2 separate regions of the Mus musculus genome follow, and region 2 is linked to region 1. The links are chromatin contacts, called in public Micro-C maps. All regions are on one chromosome and are shown on one strand. Each heading gives the region's core, a stretch centred on a gene start, on an enhancer-like site or on the middle of the called end of the contact. The rest is flanking DNA. Distances are from core to core; before and after follow the strand shown.

Region 1 (7,687 bases), core at 3,394-5,893:
AGGAGGAATAGTAATATGAACTAACCAGTACCCCCAGAGTTCATGTCTCTAGCTGCATATGTAGCAGAAAATGGCCTAGTCGGCCATCACTGGGAAGAGAGGCCCTTTGGTCTTGCAAACTTTTTATGCCTCAGTACAGGGGAATGCCAGGGCCAGGAAGTGGGAGTGGGTGGGTTGGGGAGCAGGGTTGGGGGAGGGTATAGGGGACTTTCGGGATAGGATTTGAATTGTAAGTGAAGAAAATATCTAATTAAAAAAAATTGTTTAAATAAAAAAAAAGAAATAAACAAAACAATTTAGATTTTAGGAAAAGTATTCAAAAGGGTTTAGTACAATCTTCAAAATTGATTCCAGGTCCAAAGGGCAGTGTAAGCCTAGGTCACTCTGGCCCTGTTGTGTCAGAAACTACTATGCTCATACTAAGATTAATGAGGATGTGCCAGGAAGACACAGGAGACTCAGCACTGAGGGTCAAATCTAGGACAATGTAGGCATGAGAGAAAAATGACAGCAAGGAGATGGTAACACATAAAACAAAACCAAATCCAGTCAACCGTGATCCAAAAATCAGGCAGGGAGGGAGGGAAAGCCCTTGTTAAAGAATGGCAGCTGGCCAGAGTTCAGAGCAGTGCTCTGTGGGTCGGCTGACTCAACTTCTTTGTGTTGCTGAGTTTGTGGAGTATGATGATACGGGCCGAGGAGATAGCTCAGCAGTTCAGAACACTCACTGATCTTACAGAAGACCTGGGTTCTGTTAATTGGCACAGAATCATTGAGATGGTAAAGCTATGGGATAAAATTAAAACAGTCCCTAAGTGAAAAACACTAATAACAAAACAATGACTATAAGAAAATGCAAAGACAAAGAAAATGCTCACAATATTTAAATTATAGATTATATATGATAGATTATAAATATAGATTATATATATGCATGTGTGTGCTTACTGAGTTTATGTATACCATGAACATGGAAGAGGCCAAGGTGGTCAGAGGGTGTCACAAGTCCTTGGACCTGGAGTTACAAGCATTTGTGAGGCAACAGATGGGTGGTGAGCGCTGAACCCAAGTCCTCAGCAGAAGTAGGAAGTGCTCTTAACCACGGAGCTGTCTCTCAAGCCCTGGGCATAGTAACCCTTAATGTACTCTGTAAAACCTTTCATTTTACCATGCTAGGCAATAATGCAGACTATAATAAACAGTTTATCATTTTCAGGTTGGTTTTGAGGATTAGTTAGAACAAAGTCAGTGTTCAGCAAGCACCCGCTCAGGAGCGTGGTACATAAGCACATGCCCAGGCTGACACCTACCATACGCACACATCCAGGCTGACACCTACCATACACACATGCCCAGGCTGACACCTACCATGGTAATACAAACAAAAAAATGTATGAAAGACTTTCAGAGATAAGGCACGTGCCTTTGGACAGAACCCGAATAAACATCTAGATACTACTCTAGAATTTCAGTCACTAAAAGATATCCAAGTGGTCTCCTAGAAAATTAAAAGCAATCAGCGGAAAAGTTTGTATAGTACTTGAACATTATTCTGAATACTTCTGTTGAAAACAAGTCTTGTCTTTTACTAAAAATACAATATTATGTAATGCTTTGTAAGTAAAAAAAGTCAAGAAACAGATGAATATTCACAGTAAACCAAAAATTCTAGAGTCAAATCCCATCAAAATAAAGACTGTGACGAATGGTAGGTAATATAATTTTTACTTTTAACTTTTTAAAATTAAAAATTAGAAAAAGAGCCAGTAATGTGGGTCATTGGGTAAAAAGCACTTGCTGCCAAGCCTGACTTTCTGAGTTTGATTCCTGGAACTGATATGGTAAACAGAAAACCAACTCTGACAATCTGTGTGCATGACAGACACACAAAATAAATGTTATACATACATACATACATACATACATATGTAAAAAAATTAGTAAAATGGTAGACCTACCCTTGATTATCTATGTCTTCTGACCCCAGAGGTTTGGAATCAGAGAAAAGTGTCACTCTACTTGAAGCCATCTTAGCATCGATACTGGCATGGGTGGAGATGAGGCTCTGGACCAGTTCATGCGTAGGGCCTGTTTCTTCCTGTCAAAGTCAGGAAAACTGTGCAGGTGAGGAAAGCAAGAGGATTCTGGAAACATACTGGCTTCATCATTTCTCATCACAGGTAAAGACAGCTCAGCAGTTACAACTGCATACTGCTCATGCATAAGACCTGAGAATTCAGTTTCTAGCACAGCACCCACACCAGAAGTTCACAGCCACCAGTAATCCCAGCACCATAGAGATCTGACATCTCTGCCTTTGTGGACACCTGACAACACATACATGCATTCATATATACATATAAACAGACACAGAGACACAAAAAGTAATTTAAAAAAATCTTATAGTTCTAAAAACCTTTCTCACTGTTTTAAGGAGAGAAGAAAATACTGGCGACAAAGCCTACAGCTGATTCCCAACAATGTGTCTCTCAAGTTCATGCGTCAATCATGCGTCAATGGAACCACAGCCCTTAGCTACGAAAACACCAGGTCAACTCAGTAAGATTATTTCAAAACCAAGAAAAATCTAAAGTCTCTACCACTCCCAAGACTCAGGGAACCCTGTGGAGTACAGGGTAGAAAGAATGCAAGAGCCGGAGGACAGAAACTGCTGTGCAACATTCCTCTGCACAGGGTAGGGCCACTGTTGTCATGAACTCTGACAGTAGCTGTGCTCTTCTGCACAAGGTGGAGTCTGTCAATGTTCTCATTAGGGACAGGGCAAGCTTCATGAGGCCCCATTCCTCCTGGAGGAGCAAATGGCTGCTGAGGGCGGAATCTGTGGTTTGGTTTGTTTGTTTTGTACGAGTAAGGGTGTTTTGCCTGCACATTCTCATCCCTGTACCACTTGCATACTTTTAGGCCTGCAGAAGTCTGAAGAGGGCGTCGATTTCCCTGGAACTGGAGTAACAGTCAGTTGTGAGCCACCATGTGGGTGCTGGAAAGGTCCCACAATCTCTGGTGGAGGAAGCAGTGCTCTTAACCTCTCTAATCTAGGTCTTGTAAAAAAACAACTCCAAATCTATTCTCAGGCAAATAACCCTAAATAAACTCAGTGGGTGATTATAAAAAATGGCCAGCTGGAAAGAGTTTCATCAGGAAAGGAGAGTGGCTATGAGGGAGGGAAGCACGTGTGAGAACTGCTAAAATCCATCACATACACATGCCAGAACAAGTCACAGTTAGGTAAAACATGTCAGCAAAAGAGGAGGACTTACTGAAAAGGCGTCCACTAGGGTGAGGGACGAGAAAGTAATTGGGGTGATATATAATATACACATATATAAAAATATCAAATAAGTATTTCAAAACAAGAAGAGTATCTCAAATGTCTTTTTTTTTTTTTTAAGATTTATTTATTTATATGTAAGTACACTGTAGCTGTCTTCAGACACTCCAGAAGAGGGAGTCAGATCTCATTATGGATGGTTGTGAGCCACCATGTGGTTGCTGGGATTTGAACTCCGGACCTTCGGAAGAGCAGTCGGGTGCTCTTACCCACTGAGCCATCTCACCAGCCCCTATCTCAAATGTCTTAAAAACACATGTGGCTCTAACCTAGGGACGTTCAACAGGAAAGGAGGATAATTAACAAAGGATGCTTAGTAAAGCCTCAAGAAGTCACTATTTTATATCTACCTAAATTGTTCATAACACATACAAGTACATGTACATGTATCTCTCTCTCACACACACACACACACACACACACACACACACGCACCCGATTAAAGATCTTAAGTGAAGTATGCCACTTAGTGTGACACTGTTCTCCACAAGAGCCACAGGCTATCTAACAAAACCCCAATACCCAGGATGAGACATTTCCACCTGAGTGGTTGGTCAGGGGAGTCCAAGTGACTCCTACAATATAGGCCATTGCTGTTGCCCTTGGTTGCTTCTCTGAGGTTGAAGGTCCCTATTGCCAAAGATACTGCATACTTAGGGCACAGAAGTCAGAGGATTCAAACTGGATCCAACCTGAAAGCTCCTTCCTAAGGCCTAGCTTTCATAGCACCAGAAAATACTAAGCAAGCCAAGAGAAGGAAGCAACGAATAGTCCTGCCCAGCTGTGATGCCAATGAAGCACAACAATGACGAATGTAGCAAGATGTTCCTAAAAGTGTAATTCCAAAACGTATATCTGGCCAATAACCTACAGCTGCCTAACTGGACTTAAGGCCTGATCAATTGGAGGGAAACCATGCCTGGCAGTGGCAAGCTAACCAACTAGGGGCTAATAAGTCATAGATTTTAGAGGACTTACTACTACCACTTCACTACACCAGCAAGACTATCAAGTGCATTCTAAAACATATCCTTATCCCCACAGACAAGGGTAGCTATCACACCCCATCAAAGGAACCTCTCTTTATACCAAATAGAGACCATTATAGAAAGCTATAAACTGCCCACAATGCCAGTTCAACAGATCAACAGATTGGTTGAGAGCCCAGTCCTAACAGACATATCTACACTACAACTCCTGACCTAAGGTTCACAGAACATCTAAGAGGGTGCAGAAAGATTTCTAAGAACCCAAGTCCCTGGAGTTCTGTGGATAAGACTGTTTCCTAGAAATGACAGGGAAGCTACAGCCCTGAAACCTCAACAATATGGCTGCCTAATCAAGACTGCACAAGGATACCACCAATAGACATGCTAATGTGGTGGGGGAACCTCACGTCCCATCAGCAGACAAAGAACTACAAGCAACTGATGCCTGCTGAGGGAGAAAGAGTTAGTCTTACCCAGAGATGAGTCCCCTAAGTAATTATCCCATACAATGTGGTTAGCCCGAAACTCAAATACACGCAAATACCATCAAATGGACTCAGTTATACTTATATATGTGTATTTACACACAAGAATATATTTATAAGCAACAATAATAATCAAAGAAAAAGAGGCCAGATATTTAGGGAAGAGGGAATTGAAGGAGTTGGAGGAAAAGGGAAGAGGGAATGTGATTTAATTTTGATTTTTAATAAAAACATCACCAATTACTTACACAGACAAACACACTCATTCGTACATACCACCCCACCCAGGGTTATAAAAGAGATAGACAGACTGACTGACTGACTAAAGGAGCACTGTAGACCTAGAAAGCACTGCAGTCTTCTAGGAAGACGAGCGCGGACAGGCATCGTGCTGGCAGTCGTGCCAACAACTGAGCACTTCAAATCTGAAGAGTATGAAGGATAGTATTTGTATTTTCTCTTGGTTCAATGGAAAGAAAACACTTTTATAATCAGTTGTTTTATTATAAACTTCAATTAAAAGAAAAAAGCTTCAGTAAGAATATGAACACGCTATTTGATAGGAAAAGATTCGTGGAGAATAATTCAGAAGAGAGCACTTCTTACCGCTGCCTGGAAGCCATGGCTGCCACCTAGGTCGACATAGACAGCATCTTTGTCGTACAGCACACCCCCAACCCCAGAGAGAGGCGCGTAAACCAGTTTCTCCTTCTCATTCAAACAGCGCTTCTTCTGCTGTTCCGGAAGAGCGCAGGGGTCTGGGAGAAAACTGACATCACTGGCGACAAAATCCCCCACGCCTGGAAGACAGAACCCAGGAAGCAACTTGGCAACAAGTCAAACATTCAGAAAACAAACCGGTATCGACTACTGGAAAAACATTCCCGTGTTTGAAGGCACGAGGCAGGACACAGAAAAGGCACTAAGCAGTGGGCCTTGCTAGCTAGATAACTGCACTCAATCAGCACTTGGCAGATGATGCATAGCTGGGTTATCTTTAAAAATTCCAGAATACGGCTCTGCCTTGCTCAGTGTGACAAGAGGGTGACAAACATCAAGTGCTTTAGAGCAGACGATACCTGGCATGTGGATCTGGCTGTTATTTTTCAGGTAGGCCCCTCGTAAATAACCATAAAGAGACACCTTTCGGTCACACTTGACGTTTGTGCGGATAGCCTCAGGATTTGTCAAGTCTTCCATCCTAGGAAATAAAATACAGTCACATGGCAGGAAAGAACATAAAAAGTACGTATACTTCTCTTCATGTGTTGACAACTCCTGTTCACAGACTGAGAGCCTGTGCTCTCAGTGGTTCAACACTGGGCAGCAAGATCAAACCCAGAGCTTGATCTCAAACACCACAAAACCAAGCCTCGCTCCTTAAACACATCATTCAGAAAACTACAAAACCCAGAAACAAGGAAGCAAGGGCTGCACCACAGGACAGGCAGCCAAGCATGACTGCTTCCACCGGGCTCCGCAGATACGCGATGCACTCCACAAGGCACTTCTAAGGGAGACGACAGACACCCTCACTGGGTCAGGGAAAAGCAGAGCACAGGCTCAGAAACATTCTTTACTGGAAAGTTAAGATTGGTCTGCTGGCTGAGGCCTTTGGTGAGCTTGGATTCCTCTAAAGAATGGTACTATGGGGTAAGAAAGCTTGAAGAAAAACACAAAACAGGTGCTGGGTGACTAGAGCCCTGGGCACAAGGACACCATCGCAGATGCCCCAAAATCTTTCCTTTTTCTATTATCTGCATTTTTTGTGTTGTTAAGGAAAAAAAAAAGTCAGATAGCAGTGACAATGCCTTTAATCCCGAGGCAGAGGCAGAGGCAGATGCAGGAGGCAGGAGGCAGAGGCAGGCGGGTCCCTGAGTTCAAGGTCAGCCTGGTCTATAGAGCAAGTTCAAGGACAGCCAGGGCCACACAGAGAAACCCGGTCTCAAAAAAAAAAAAAAAAAAAGCCAAACAAAACAATAAAGATGAGGAAAAAGAAAACAAAAGGACAATGTTGGAACTCAGCCCTCTATGCATTGATCTGTACTCCAAACACTGCAAACATTCCATAATTATCCACTCCAAAGCATCGCACCTTCCGGTGATGCAGGCAATAGGTACTATCACTGACCTTTCTTAAATCTTAAAATTTGAGTTAAAAAGAAACAGACCAGGAAGAAAGAAATTCACACTAGTATTTTACCTGTCTGCCAAGATGTAAGGATGAGAAGTCTGCCATGTGAGAGGCCTAAACTTCATAACTGTAATAAACCGGCCCAGGTTGTGAATCTCTTGGTTCTGATACTCTCCATGCACCATTCCAGAAAGGTAGAATAGCTTGGCGCCCTAAACAGAAAAAAAGAAAGAATGAATGTCAATTAAACCTATGTCAATAGCATAGAAAGCAAGGTCAATGGAAGTTACTGTTTGGTGTTTTCAAAGCTGGCTGCCTTCTTCAGCATGTGTCACGTGAAGGCCTCACAAAGCAAACTCCTCTCAATTAAGCACTGGCATATGTGGAGAAGGCACGGAGATTCCTGAGCAGAGAAAGGATTTTGTGACCAACAGGCCACAGCGGTACAAAAAGGAGAAGTGGTAGGTCCTGGTCCTTAGCTAGCAGAGACTTCTGAAGCACTGCATCAAACCATGACCAACAGAGTGCACTGTCTCATGTGTATGCACAGAAGCAAACTCGATACACCAAGAGGACCTGACAAAGACCATGTGGAGGGAACAGGCCAAGGGCTACAAACACATGCATACAGGAACACCCTAGAGCTGTTATGAATAGCTCTTCACTCTGGCTACTTTAAAGGACTAAAACTGATAGGATCCAATAATAATTTTCCTCCTACCGGGTAGAC
Region 2 (7,687 bases), core at 1,933-4,432, 940 kb after region 1:
GGGCTGATGGCAGAGCCAGCTGCAGATGACAGCATGATGTAGAAAGCATTGCCATGGGCAGTTTGGGGCGGGGGAGGGCTGCAGGGAAGTAGAGAGGCTTGCATGAAAGAGTGTCTACAGAGACAGACAGTGGCAGCTGTAGTTCCCCCCTCACAGATGGGAAGACTTCTGGGGGAAGCGGATGGTGCTCTCATGAAGCAACTTCTCAGCATGGGGGTGTTCAGCCGGTAAGTGGAACGCAACTCTCCCTGGTCCTGAGAGCCCCCAGCCTGACCTCAGAAGCCCGCAGATTGGAGACAGAGACTGAAGGCAATCTAGGAATGGGTGTGAGGATGTGCGGGCATCCCTCAGACTCTCCGGCCTCAGCTCGGCGTTCTAAGAAAAACCACAGGCTAAGACAGCAAGCACGCTGATCACAGGGCCTGAAATCATGCAAACATGGGCATGCCCTCTTGGCGGGAGCGGGTTCCCGGTTCACTGCTCTAACTTGGGTGCCCTCATAGACCCCAGTCAGCATACGTCCTGCTAGCAAGGCCTCCAGGACAGGGCATGGAGTGGTTCTGTCTCAGGCACAGTTTGTTTCTGCATTTCAGTGTGACCATGTATGACTACCAGGCCATGTGCAAGCCCCCAGATCATCACCACAGTGCGGCCGAATCCCTGTTCAGTGTGAGTGTCACCCCAGGCCTTCCCTCTACCAGGGCACATCCTCTACTGTGTCCTTGAGGACATCACTTGGTCCCATTCTCATCCAGCCTCAGACCTCTGGCTCAGGCTCCTTGGGACTCTGGCCTGATGCTGCTCATCCCGTCCCCCGGGGCTGTGGGGCTGTCCTGTCCTCGAGGGGATGGTACTGAGAAGACAGTGGTGTCCAGACACTAAGAATACATCCTTCCCTCCCAGCCTGATGTTGAGATCTTCAGGGGTCCTCATCTCTGACCCTCCAGAGATGGGAAATGACCAGACACCTGAAGGGCTTGTCAAAGCCCACTGTGGGGTGTCTGACCTACACAAGGCTCTTGTGCAGGGTGGCTGTCATGCAGAAGGAGCACTCTGCTTTGGAGCTCCCTCTGCGGGGACAGGCAGGTGGGATCTGGAGGGTGGCTCTGGTGACATCACCTGCTGTTTCCCTGAAGTAGTTCTGCTCTCTCCAGCCTCTCTCTGCCTTCTTGATGGTGGCCAGGTGGCTACTGCATGAATGTCTCCTGTGAGTAGGGGTTAAGTGAAGAACCGCCCATACCGGGGTGGGGGTGGGGGGGTCAGGAGAAGGAAGAAGTTCCTGAACCATGAGCTGGATCATGAGACTGGGATCAAAGGAGAGGGCTCATTGTAGATGGGGCATGAATCGTGGGTTGGGGGGGGTGGGGTCCAAAGTGAAGAGAACTCCCTTTGTGGGAGGACTGGGTCATGATTAGGGGTGACAGGTAGGAGGGGACTCCCTTGCATATGGAGACCAGAGCATGAGGATATCCTTAAAATGGCAGCCAGTGACCTAGAAGATAGCCTGGCTCCCTGGCCAAGGGAAGAGGGAGGCATGCCACACCACCCGATCTCCTCTGTCACTCATGCCCTCATGCGGAAAGACAGGTCCCTGCAGGTGGCAGCTAGATGCAATGGCATCTCAAGACCCACACAAGCCAGCCCCCAAGACGGTGTTCTGTATCCTGCAGATTCCTGTTAGAGTGGAGTGCCTGGGGATCTTGGCAGGACAAAGGGTCAGAGGGTAAGTGCGAGGAGGCAGCTGTGGGCAGCACTTTGGTAAGCTCCTTGGAAGGCTTTTGTCTGGGGTCAGTGACAGCAGGGTGGGTGTCGAAATGTTCATGTTCATAATCTCATCTCATTCATCTCCTCCCCCTCACTCCGGGCTCCCTTACCTCTGTGTGTGACGTCACATCACCTCTGAACACCTTCGCTCCGTGTGACATCATCACTGCTTCATGACATCATCACCGCCCTATGACATCATTGCCACCCTATGACATCATCTTGCCCTCATGTGGTCCTGTGCCTTTCCTGTGCCATGTCCAACCCTGTGGTGGGCTCATGCCCTGAGCAGCCAAATCTGTCTTCCATCACTGTAAGTAATTCTGACTGAAAGATCCTACCGTATCCGGGTATACCAGGGAGCCACACAGGCTCGCCTTTAAGCCTGAACCCAGGGAGTGAGCACAGACAAGCTGAGTTCTTTATCTGGTCCTTTATCCTAGGACACTCCTTGATTGGGAGGGTCCCCAAACCCTTAATCCACTTTAAAGCCCTTTCCTTTCTGGGAAGAAAGGAAAGACAGAGTTCCAGCCGTCTAAGTACAGCCCTGCCTTAGGAAACAGCCATCTCCTCTCAAGAGGCTCCAGTTATGTAGCGGAGATGCTACTAGGTCACCCCAGAGACAAAAGCATTGTCACCTGTGCCCAGGTATCTGCCAGCCTCGACAAGGCTCAACACTTGAACGAAAGAAATTGTGCCTAAGGCCAAAGCACCTCAAAGACAATGACAGGCTGAGGTGGCCTTAACACAAAGCAAAGGGAAACTTTGTCCCAGCTGCTGTTGATGCTTGCTGTCAGCCTGGGAAAGGACATCTGTTCTTTACAAACCAAGAGACACACATGGCACCTGGGTCCTGGAGATGTGGGGCTCCTAAGCCATAAAGATGCCTGCCTTCAGCCCACCCTGCTCAACAGTCTCAGGGTTCTGGATATCTGGTACCAAGAAGGCTCCCACTGCCTCATTTGGCTTTCTTATACAAACGATGCCCCCCCCCCAACCCGCTTCGTTTCCCTTCCACCCCTCTGGTTGCTACTGACCAAGGCAGGTCCTTGGGCTCACACTTCCTGGATCTGGTCTCCTTCATGATTCCTGGCTGTGGTGGGAAGTCACCTCCAGCAGTTCTCACGGGGCCTTGCTGGAATCGTGACAGAAGCTGTGTGTTACAGTCTGCTCACTCACGTTAGCCTCAGGATGCAGTCAGTCATGCTCCTCCCGCCTGCATGCTCCGTAAGTCCCTTCTGCCAGGACACCTCAAGGAAGCCACCTGGTCCTGCCACTGGTGACTCTGATAGGTTTCAGCAACGGAATGCCCTCTCCAATGACAGGAAAATAGCCCAACCTTAAGCCTAGTAGGAGAGCCCTGTTTGAGGCTTCCAGCCTCTGACGCCAGGTGCCCAGTAGCATGAACAGGAAGTGAAGTTGGCTGAACCCCGTCTGCTCTCCCAGCCCACAGGAACTGTTTAGCCTGAAGCCTGCCTCTCCTCTTAGCCTCATTGTCTGTGAGGGAAGCGTCCGGGTCCAGGCATGGAGACCTGTGACTCTCCTCCTCACTCCTTGTGTGACCTTGCAAAAGCAGCGTCCTGATTGCACCCCATTTCTGGGTGTTTAATATGGTTCCTGCTGCCTTCCTTCCCTCTCCTCCTTCCCTGCTGGGCTGTAAAGGGTAAAGTGTGTTGATGCATCAGGACCTCAGTGCTGCGAGGTGCCCACGAGTGCCCGGGGATAAATCTCAAGGGCCCTGGGAAGGGCAACATGGCAGTGTAGCAGGGCTTCCCCACTCCACAACAGCGCAGCAGGGCCTCCACACTCCACAGCAGCATAGCAGAGCCAGGGCAAGGCCTCTACTCTCTACAGCAGCGTGGCAGGGCCTCCACGCTCTGCTGTACCCTTTGCCGAGTGCTGGTCCGCTGTATCCCCAACCCTTGTAGATGGGTTCCCTAAGGCCTTCTGTGATGTGTGGTAACCCTCCTCACACACATTCCTCTGTCACCCACAGCCCACAAGCACAAGAAGCAGGACCTGCTGCACCCCTGTGACACAGAGTACCCAGTGTTCGTGCATCAGACGGCCATCCAGGAAGCCAATGGCATCATCGAGTGTGGGGGCTGCCAGAAGTAAGTCTCCAGGCAGCCACGGAATCCGGCCAACGGCGTCTTGCCCTTGGCACCCATAGGAAAGTCTCCACAGGAGGAAAGGAGTCCCTTTCATCTCAGAGAGGAGTTGCCCTTCTCGGTATCCTGATCTTCAGTGCAGCAAAAACCCAGACTGGAGCAGAGGGGAGGGGAGTGGGTGTGGACAGTTTGGTTGTCTGCTTTAGGAGACACAGGGCCAAGGATCCAGAGACCAATTCCCAAGTCAGTGAGTCGAAGTCCAAGGCCACGGGGTCTCTCTTGGAAACCCCTGCAGGCTTGCTTCCCCTCCGCTCAGAGCAAGGTAGCGTCAGGGCCTTGAACACTTATGTGACAGGCTGGGAAAGAGGCAGGACGTTCTGCCCCGTACAGAGCAGGAACTATGTGCAGGACTGGGGTGTTCTCAGCAAAGGCACAGGGTAGGAGTAGGAGCCTTGGTTGGAGCTGTCAGAGCCTGGGGCATCGCCAGGCCAAGTCTTGAATTTCTAAGCAGAATCCAGTCAGGCTAGCTCCTGGGTAAAAGTCCCTAGCTTCATCCAGACCAGCTTGGAAGGCCACACCTACTGACTTCCCACGCTAAACTTTGAAGAAACCAACCTAGAGGCATCTGTCCCAACCCAGGAGGACAGTACCTCCAGGGACCTCCCTTGGCCAGTCTTGCAGCTTACTGGGGCCACCAGGATGTCTGGGGAACCAAAGAGCTAGGCCAACTATTGTGTAAGCTCAGATTGTGGCGCTAGACAGATCTAGGTTGCCGCCTCTTCATCATGTGTAACATCTTAAGTACACATACAGCAGCCTTCCTGGGGCTAACACTATTGGCGTGCTTATGTCGGGCTTTAAGGAACCATTGAGGGGATAGTAGAGAAGAAGGGCTTCCCAGCAGACAGACTTGACTCTGCCTTTGATCCTTTCCATCTCTAGTCTTAACTGCAGACAAGCTTCTAGCCTGTTTTGTCCTGTGCACAATGGGAACTATACCAAGTTCACATAATGGTGTAATGGCCACATGTGAGTTTATATGTGTGCTATATACTTACTTGTGTGTGTCTAACATCACCCACCCCATACAAAATGCTTGGTGATAACCTTCCTAGCTGTGTATGTAACACATAAAGACCTTTTCCTACCCCCCAACCCAAGCTATATATAGGAGCATTGGTGCCATCTTGTGGCCAAGCCCAGAACTGCAAATTCTCTGGCTCTAACAGAGGTAATATGCCTGTTTGCTGGAAATGATCCCTGTGGGTGTTAATGACAGCTCCTTCTTCACCCTCTCCAGGCTACTGGGAATGGAGGGGTGGCATTGTGACGGTTCATGTAAAAGTACTGAGCTATTGGTCTCAATATTCCTGGGACTGCCTGTCCTTCCCAGGGCTCCAGAAGGTCTCTCCCCAGAGAACTTCTCCTGGAGGCTGCACTTCCTGCGACTCAGAGCCCATTGCCCTCTCTGCTGCAGGACATTCGTGATGCAACAGATTCCCCGAAGCAACCTGCTCCTGCTCGTGACAGACCGCACCTGTGACTGCAGCGCCCACTCTCCCATCCTCCAGGAGGCCACAGAAGTCAAATATATCCTTCCCACCCTCCAAGGGGAAGGGGGTGGCTGAGAGATCATAGAGCAGCTCAGATTTGGGTTGCAGAGTCCAGCTTCTCACTGTCCTCCCTTGCATCCAGCACCATGATGGGGGAGGGGGAGGAGGGAGGAGGGGGAGGGGGAGGGAGCGGCCCAGCCTGTACCTGCTTGCTGGGCCACTGACCTCACAGATCTTGACCTTCAGGATCTCTGGAACTGTGGAGAGTTGTACCTTGACAGTGAGCTCCGCACATAATGCCTCTGTCAAGTGTGACAGGATGCGCTCCCAGAAGCCCCGGAGACGACCAGGCTCCTGCCATGCCTTCCATCCAGAGGTGCGGGCTATGAACTAAGAGGCTTGGCCTTTGACCCCTAGTTTTGTCCTGTGTGTGGCTTCTTGGGACATGAGTATTTCTGGACTATGTGTCTATCATGCTGGGGGAGCCCTGCATCCACAATGATGTTGTGTGATACACAGAATAAGGAGCAGTGGCAAGCAAGGATGTTCCAGGTCAGTTGGGGGAGGGGGAGGGGCAAAGGAAAGCAGACAGAGAGAAAGGGAAAAGGACCCAAGGGCATCTGTACTTCTAGGGCCTGGAGCCCAGTAAGCTTCCCCTCACATCCTTCCTGACTTCTGAGACACCTCAGCGCTACTTACCATGACTTAGCTAATGACAATAGCGACTGGTATCTATTAACCCCTAAGCCAGGGACCTTACTACCCAGTCTCTGCTGGGTGTGGCTGCCTTTACAAACTACCTCCCTAGAGGGGCTCCTGGAGATGACAGCTGTTCCACACAATTATGAGAGGAAGGCCCTAAAGATTTAAGCAAGTAGTCTCTACTGTCCCTAGAAGATTGAAGAAAGGCAGGTTTCTTCTCATCTTTGAAACCTCGCCGAGCCAGGCGTGGTGGCGCACATCTTTAATCCCAGCACTGGGGAGGCAGAGGCAGGCGGATTTCTGAGTTCAAGGCCAGCCTGGTCTACAGAGTGAGTTCCAGGACAGCCAGGGCTACACAGAGAAACCCTGTCTGGGGCGCGGGGGGGGGGGGGGGGGAGAATCTGAAACCTCGCCATCTCCAGGCGAGGCTGGAAGCAGGCTCTTATTTTGTCTGTGTGCACCCATGCTGTACATGCCAGACCTTGGCCACCTCTCTCCTAATGCTCCTTACCCCTCTGGCTTTTTAGGAGAATGCCCAGGACTGTGGCGGTGCTTCAGACACTCTGCCTTCATCCCCTCTGCTCCTGCTATCACTGGGGGCCTGGCTGCTTCCACCCCAGCTTCTGTGGTGACTCCATCCCATCTGACTTTCGCAGAAGGGGGACCTTACAGGACATTCTACAAAGTTACCGGCTTATGAAGGCCCCTCACTGCTGTGGGATGTCTCCTGTTTCAGTCCTGGGGCTACAAGTCTCTGCTTCTTAGAGATTGCTAGAGGGATCTCCAAGGCTCTTCAAGTCTTCTACTCTTGTCTCAAGTGAAGGAAGGACAGAAGTTCATTACTCCAGTTTACCAAAGGGTCACCCATTTCCCTGGCTGATCTGCTGATCCGAGGAGTTCTGGAGGCTGGAATTGAGCGGCGAGGCCCATGTAGAGGCTGTGGCAAGAGTGTGCTTGCCACCAAAGGGAAGGTGCTTTTATCCATCAGATAGTGCAGAGGACAGGCAGAGGGAGAGACAAAAGACTAGGGAAGGGACCAGAAGAGGAGGGAAGAAATGGAAAGGAAGCTGGGCGTGGTGGTTCACACTTTCAATCCCAGCACAAACGGAAACAATAGGAACGCAATGGATATTAAGTCCTGCGAGCTGTCATTAGCTACCTCTGAAGAGTCTCAACCTTTTTACACTAATGATCTGGAGAGCGGGCAGGGGTGTATGGGAGGAGGTGGAGGGGAAGGGAAGGGATAAATGCTGTAATTATAATCTCAGAAAGGGAAAGAAAAGCTTTTAGGATGAGCTCTGCAGCTGCTGCACTGGGCCAAGCACCAGTGTGGCACTGGACAGGCATGATCCTGAGGAGGTGGCGAGAAAAAGCAGAACCGAGACTCGCGCCTCACAGACTAAAGGAAGGAGCCAGGTGAGGTCTCCAAGAGCCATAGTGGGCTTTCTGTGGCTCACAATGTACAAAAGAAACCAGACTGTTGCTGGGGAAAGTCCTGGAGGCTGGAAACAACACATAATCATTGCCACAATGCCCAAGTGAACACACACACACGCC

Evidence for each region. A called contact is a pair of places that touch in the nucleus more often than the background predicts.
Region 2: a Micro-C map of the G1E-ER4 cell line shows a contact between it and region 1, with 3 times the contacts expected there. The contact joins two enhancer-like sites. A contact is called at or near these places in 2 of 39 promoter capture datasets (cranial neural crest and pre-B cells), 2 of 484 Hi-C or Micro-C datasets (the G1E-ER4 cell line and cortical neurons), 1 of 115 datasets of contacts at active chromatin or transcription factors (large pre-B cells) and 1 of 9 other capture datasets (embryonic stem cells).

The regions. Positions count from the first base shown.
Region 1 is chr6:118,406,053-118,413,739 of GRCm38.p6, forward strand. Bms1 (BMS1, ribosome biogenesis factor) reads right to left here. Exons shown (of 23, transcript NM_194339.1): 5 at 7,679-7,687; 6 at 7,027-7,169; 7 at 5,903-6,024; 8 at 5,430-5,623; 9 at 1,959-2,098. Among named protein-coding and RNA genes, the nearest start is that of Bms1, 9.5 kb to the right of the region's middle. Within about 2 kb of position 4,644, at least 5 of the 459 cell types and tissues checked have an H3K27ac peak or open chromatin away from gene starts, as enhancers often do. A contact at or near this core is called in the G1E-ER4 cell line, where this site is marked.
Region 2 is chr6:119,343,374-119,351,060 of GRCm38.p6, forward strand. Cacna2d4 (calcium channel, voltage-dependent, alpha 2/delta subunit 4) reads left to right here. Exons shown (of 38, transcript NM_001033382.3): 30 at 157-227; 31 at 594-669; 32 at 1,155-1,207; 33 at 1,671-1,723; 34 at 2,057-2,077; 35 at 3,761-3,878; 36 at 5,353-5,465; 37 at 5,722-5,804; 38 at 6,658-7,687. The coding sequence ends at 6,762. Among named protein-coding and RNA genes, the nearest start is that of Lrtm2, 16 kb to the left of the region's middle. Within about 2 kb of position 3,183, at least 51 of the 459 cell types and tissues checked have an H3K27ac peak or open chromatin away from gene starts, as enhancers often do. A contact at or near this core is called in the G1E-ER4 cell line, where this site is marked.